Linked DNA regions of Oryctolagus cuniculus: region 2 is linked to region 1. Evidence: chromatin contacts called from public Micro-C data. All regions are on one chromosome and are shown on one strand. Each heading gives the region's core, a stretch centred on a gene start, on an enhancer-like site or on the middle of the called end of the contact. The rest is flanking DNA. Distances are from core to core; before and after follow the strand shown. Region 1 holds the start of FBXO45 (F-box protein 45). Region 2 holds the start of NCBP2 (nuclear cap binding protein subunit 2).

The links. A called contact is a pair of places that touch in the nucleus more often than the background predicts.
Region 2: a contact with region 1 is called in a Micro-C map of ear pinna, with 7 times the contacts expected there. The contact joins the promoter of NCBP2 here to the promoter of FBXO45 in region 1. A contact is called at or near these places in 2 of 6 Hi-C or Micro-C datasets (ear pinna and an unstated tissue).

What each region holds. Positions count from the first base shown.
Region 1 is chr4:83,074,960-83,077,784 of mOryCun1.1, reverse strand. FBXO45 (F-box protein 45) reads right to left here and starts at 1,303. Exons shown (of 3, transcript XM_002716530.5): 1 at 688-1,303. The coding sequence starts at 1,008. It overlaps WDR53 (WD repeat domain 53), which reads left to right and starts at 1,333. Exons shown (of 3, transcript XM_017347017.3): 1 at 1,333-1,471.
Region 2 is chr4:83,419,811-83,422,614 of mOryCun1.1, reverse strand. It overlaps NCBP2 (nuclear cap binding protein subunit 2), which reads left to right and starts at 1,434. Exons shown (of 4, transcript XM_002716527.5): 1 at 1,434-1,637. The coding sequence starts at 1,560. NCBP2AS2 (NCBP2 antisense 2 (head to head)) reads right to left here and starts at 1,416. Exons shown (of 1, transcript XM_051818955.2): 1 at 656-1,416. The coding sequence starts at 1,312. The coding sequence ends at 1,013.

The sequences.
Region 1 (2,825 bases), core at 54-2,553:
AGCAGTAGTGAAACTGGAATCAGCACACTAGACGACACATGGACACAGCCCCGACACACCAAGGTGGGACTATGAAAAAGTTGGCAACCAACAGCCATTAAGAGCAGCCACAAGGCAGTACCACGCCGGTTAAGTGGTGCCGCAGGAGGTTCTGGCTGTGCCTGTATCTTCAAAGTTAGCAGGCACACTCACTCATAAGCCTGAAATAACAGTGGAGGGGACGAAAGAGAACTTGGGCAAAAATACAGGAAAAAATGGTGAGGGATCAGAGCTTGGAAAGGTCTCAGAAATCAAGGCGAGGTTAAAGCAACCGAGACGACTTAGTATAATAGAAGTATCTGGAGGCCAGAGGGGAAACAGGGTGAGTAGGGAAAGGCACAACAATAGCGGTGGTCTGTCTGTAGGAACAAAGTCAGTCCAAAGTGGAAGGAGTGATGGAAATCAGGGATGGGGAACCATGCCGCCTTTGAAAAAGTCATCGCGGAAGTGGGGCGGGTTAAAGAGAAGAACTTCATTCCAGAGAAAAGACGATCTTTGCGGGGGCGGGAGGGTGAGGAAGGTACCGACGCGAGCGTGGAAAGGCGGGATGGCGAGGCGAGCCGTCTGACTCAGAAGCTTCGCGGCAAGCACCGCGAGCGGCGCCAAGGAGCGCGCCAGGGGCAGCGGCGTGGCCCGGGGTTCCCTCACCTTGGCCTTGTAGCTGGGCAGGTTGCAGAGGATGTCCGTGCGCAGAGCCTCCTCTGCCAGGCTGCGGGCGCACAGGCTCCGCCACACCTCGCTGTTCTCGTCGCCGTGCAGGCAGCGGTACCAGTGCTTGCACACCAGGGCGCAGCTCCGCAGCTCGGACAGCTCCAGGTACGAGAACACCAACTCCAGCACCCGGCTGGGCAGCCGGCCCCCGGCCCCCGCGGACCCGGAGCCCGAGCTCGCACCCGCGCCGCCGCCGCCGCCGCCACTGCAGCCAGCACCGCCCGAGGCTGCCCCAGCCCCCGGGGCTGGAGCCGCCATCGCCTCACCAGCCGGCCCGAAGGCCGCCGCCGCCGCCGCTACCCCCCGTCTCTGCGCGAGAGGCCGAGCCTCGCCTTGACACCGGAGCAGCTCGCTCACCGCCCCTTTCAGTGCCAACCGCCGGCGCCACCACCGCTCCCGCCCCTGCCCGGGGGCGTCCGCCGCGCGCCCCGCCTCACTGAGGGCAGACGCACCGGCTGCACGGGCGTCCCCCGCCCCTCCCCCGCGGCTCAGCCCGGGCGCCGGAACCGCCCGATTCGCCTGGCCTCCCCGCGGCGCGCCCGTGGCTCCGCCATGCGGGTTGAGGGCACGAAGCAAGGGCGCACGCCCAGCTCGCTCGCGGTTCCTCTCGGCCCCGGATGTGACTGTTTGGCTGAGGCGCCTCGCGCCCTACGCTTGATGGGATTGGGCGCTCGCGGGTGAGGTCATCACGAGGCGCCGAGGAGGGGAGCGGGAAACGCAGGTACGAGGCTGTCGCCGGTGGGTTCGGAGCTCTCCTCCAGTAGCTTGTTCTCTTTGTGGTAGCAGCCTCGCGTCGGCTTTCCTGGGTGGCTTTTCTTATGAAGTTTCTTGCGAGAGTTAGGTCTCTGCTTCCCGCGGCAGCTTAACGCATGAAACTTGCCTTGGTAGCTAGTTCCTTGTTCCGCCACCTTCGGTATGGTTATCTTTAGCCTAGGCAGCTGAGGCAGTCTCTTCTTGGCCTGGCCTAGTCGTTCTCCCCCTGTATCGGTACTTAAAAGAACTGATGTCCCAGCTAGCGTTCGGAAAGTAAGATGGCTACATCTGAACACCATCCCACGCCCCCCCACACACACCAAAAAAAAAAAAAAAAAAACTGGATAACTTAAAGTGCCATTTGAGTACTAATTAAACGCTACAGTATTTTGGACAAAATGTGGTCTTTCCCAGATCACCACTTAGTAGGCAGATTAAGGCAGTGGGCGAAGTATTCAATTAAATGTTTCAGTAGAATGACGTGGAGGCTGTAATTACAGGTGTTTTCTTGGGAGGAGAAGAGTTTGAGCATTATTTGATCATACTGCGTTTCCCTAGGTGGCCCCCAGACAGCATTTTAAGGACGTTTAGTAAAAGGGTGACCACCACTTGATCCATGATGTGAGCCAGGCACTTCCCGATAGTCGGGCCCTTGACCCATTTTTTAATCTAATTCCCAGAACAACTCTATGAGGTAGGTAAGTGTAATAATAGGTTTGCAAACATCCTTCCTAGTCGGCTCCAGTGTTTTGCCTCCTTTATGTGGGTGCAATCCATTTCTTGGTCTATGAAGAACAGCTAGCTTTCAAACTCTGATGTAATTACTTGTTTTATGACTTGCTGATGTCTTCTTTCCTGGTGTCTTTTTGACCAAGCTCAGTAACCCACATTCTTTTCATTCTCGGTAATGCCAGTGGTACAGCCCTTTAATTGTTTTTGATTGATCTCCAGCTTGACATCAGGAGGAACTTGTGAAACCTGGAACCTGTAGAGAGGAGTTGGCCTATACCGGCTATAGTGGTGGTGACTCTTTCAGGTGATATTTCTTGAGTTTGGACTAAGTTTTACCTGAAAAGACAGTTGTGTTTCTTTTAAATCGTCCAGGGTTTGGAGTCGTCCATCTGAGAAGGGGGTACAGAACCATGCAAGATGAGCAGGTTTATGGGCATGGGCACTTGAAAAGGGAACTGGGTGAGTGGAGACAGGAGTGAAGCAGAGGAGTGTTGAGAGTACTGACCTCCGAGCTGTTAGCAGCTCTGATCTTTCTTCCTGCGTGTAACAGTGAAGGTGAGGGGAGCCTGCGAAGTGCTCACGTCATAATT
Region 2 (2,804 bases), core at 185-2,684, 340 kb before region 1:
CGGCCATTGCTGCACCTTGCCCTGCAGGCTCACTCTCGAAGAGGAGGGAGCCCAGGTGTTCTCCCACCTCAGCGATGTCACTCAGGTCCTTCCAACCTGCCCCGTGGGAACACAGTTGGAATCTATGATGCTTGGTCAGTACCGGTTACATTTAAAGGCTTCACGCTTCCTAGACGGAATGATTAATTGTGTAGCCTAAGTAGAGCCCATCAGACACCCAATCAAGAGCCGGAAATGACAGGGCACTTCTGTACACAATTTGCATCCTAATTGTAGGTCCGTTAGCTGGACCAGTGGTTTGTATCCCAGACCCACAAAAGTGAACAGGAATCCCGGTAGTCTTAATGCCTGGTGGTGACGGCGGTGGAGGAAGACAGGCACTGGGGCAGGGTAGATGCTGTGGAGAGTGGTGATTACGGATTTAGGCCCCGGAGTCAAATGCCTGTACTCACATTCCGCTCTGTAAGGCTCTGGGCAACGTAAGAAGTAATATCCACTTCCTCCCACGAACGCGCTGTAAAGAGTTAAGTGTGATAACCCACACTGAGAGCAATTAGCAAGCGCCAGCCCAGAATAAGCACTCACTGTGTGTGCCGGCCTACAGCGCCCAGGCCTCCCAATCCACCTGGTCTGAGAAGCACCACACTCACGCCGGTTAATCAGCTCACGCATTTAATCAGAGGATTTCGGCAGCTGCAGGGCCGTGTTTCCATCCATGATCTTCCCCGCATATCTAGCCCGAGTTCTTGTCCCATTTGTAGAGGGCAGGCTCCCTTTCTGGCTGCGTCCCGGGGCAGCCCCTCAGGCTTCGGGGTCTTTGGCCACACGGAGCTCTGCCCGTCACAGGGCTTCAACGAGGAGGTCCGTTCGGCCTGGGCTCTTCGTAGTGGGACGTCTGCAGGCCGGAAATCTGAGTCAGGGTTTCGAAGCTGTGCCCAGTTCCCGGGATGACTCCTCAGCGCCGAAGCCACTGTACAGTCCCGAAGCGAAAGTAGGCGACCTCGGCCCGGGCTCAAGGGTTTGCGCCTGGACCCCTCTGGCTCCCCGGTGGTGTCCCCGGGCGATCCCGGAGGCCACGGCGTAGTTCCTGTGTGAAGGCGTCTCGGAATCGCGCGGCGCGACGACCCAGCGAGCCGGCGGGCCCCGCCGCGAGGCCCCGCAGACGGCGGGCCGCGTCCTGGCCGCGCAGCTGGGCCTGCAGCAGCGCGAAGGCCGTAAGCTGCGCCGCACGCCGGATGGGCCGAGACTCGGCCAGCCGCTCCACCAGCTGCGGGCTGTGCAGCAACACAGCCAGCAGCCGCCGAAGAACCATCCTCGTGAGAGCGTCCCGGAACCAAGAGCACGCCTCCCTCGTCCCCGGACCGGCGGCGCTGGGCCGCGGACTGTGTCCGCCTCCGCGCCGTCTGATGACGACACTGCCGCGCTCGGATTGGTCTGGAGACTCCCACTGTGCGCCGCGTCCGCGCGTTTCCGTTTCCGCCGCCGCCGCTGCTGCCGCGCCGCCGCCCCAGTCCGGTTGTTCTCGGGAGTCGGCGCGTCGTTGTGCAGCTGTGTGAGCTATGTCGGGAGGCCTTCTGAAGGCGCTGCGCAGTGACTCCTACGTGGAGCTGAGCCAGTACCGGGACCAGCACTTCCGGGTGAGGGAGCCCGGGCCGCGCGACGGGCAGACCCTTGAGCCAGGACGCTGAGAAACGGTTTGCTCTTGCACATTTCTGCTGCCCCGAAACGGGCCATGGGTCCCCGGTGCCTGCTGGGGAGGCAGCGATGTTGGAGGGGACCCCACTCTGTTTCCGAGAGAGAGAGTTTGAGATTCGCTTTCCCGTTGCCTTGCAGCCGCTCCTCGTGCGCGGCCGGCGCAGAGGGCTCGAGCGGCGTCGTCAGCGCTGGCTGCTGTTCCTGCAGGCCGTGCGTCGGGAAAGTGACTTGTGATGAGGGGAGAGACTTTTTCATTGCTGGAGCGTGTGGAGGCGCCTTTCTGACACACATACCGTCCCCCGTCGGTCCCCCCCCCCCCCCGGTCTTAAATAATCGGCCAGTGTTCTTTGACGCTTCGGATCCTTTTTAAAATTTTTTGTTAGTGGCTCTAACTGGTGGGTGGGCGACACAAAATTGAGTCCTGTCTCTAACGTCGGGGAGAGTTCGGAGTGGGGTGGCAGATCGACCACCTAGAGGATGCCCGCGTGTTTAGATGGAAGAATGCTGGATTTCAGAAGGGGGGTTTTAGGCTGTATTACAACATACTTTGGGGAAAGGGGGCAGCTGCAGATACTTAGAGATGGGCTTTCCCGGTGACAGCGGGGATGGCCAGAGGTTGCGGCAGAGCAGCACTCATAACCTAATTACTAGGGAAACTATTGAACACCGTGTCGCAGTGTTTCGTGTTCCGTTAGGCGAGCTGGGGAGTGGGGGAGGCTGTTGCAGGCATTTGGGGAGTGAACCAGACTGCTTCTTTAAAAATCAGTGTATATTATTACATAGTCCAATTGGTTTCCTATTTGAGAAATTGGTTCACTCCCCAAATGCCTGGGAGACAGGAACTCAGTGACTTGAGGCCTCACCCATTGCTTCCAAGGGTGAGTATTAGCAGGAAGCCGGAATCAGAAGCGTAGCTAGGGCTTGAGCCCAGGCAGTCTGACCAGGATGTGGGTGTCCTAACTGCTGTGCCAAACACCAGCCCTCAGTTTTCTTGTGGTGTGAGTTTAGATGGTTTCGCTATTTCTCTAATTACCACTGAATGCGATCACATAAAACTGTTGTTCTAAGTAATGCGCTATAGAGCATTCAGGGACAGCTTATGCAGAGTG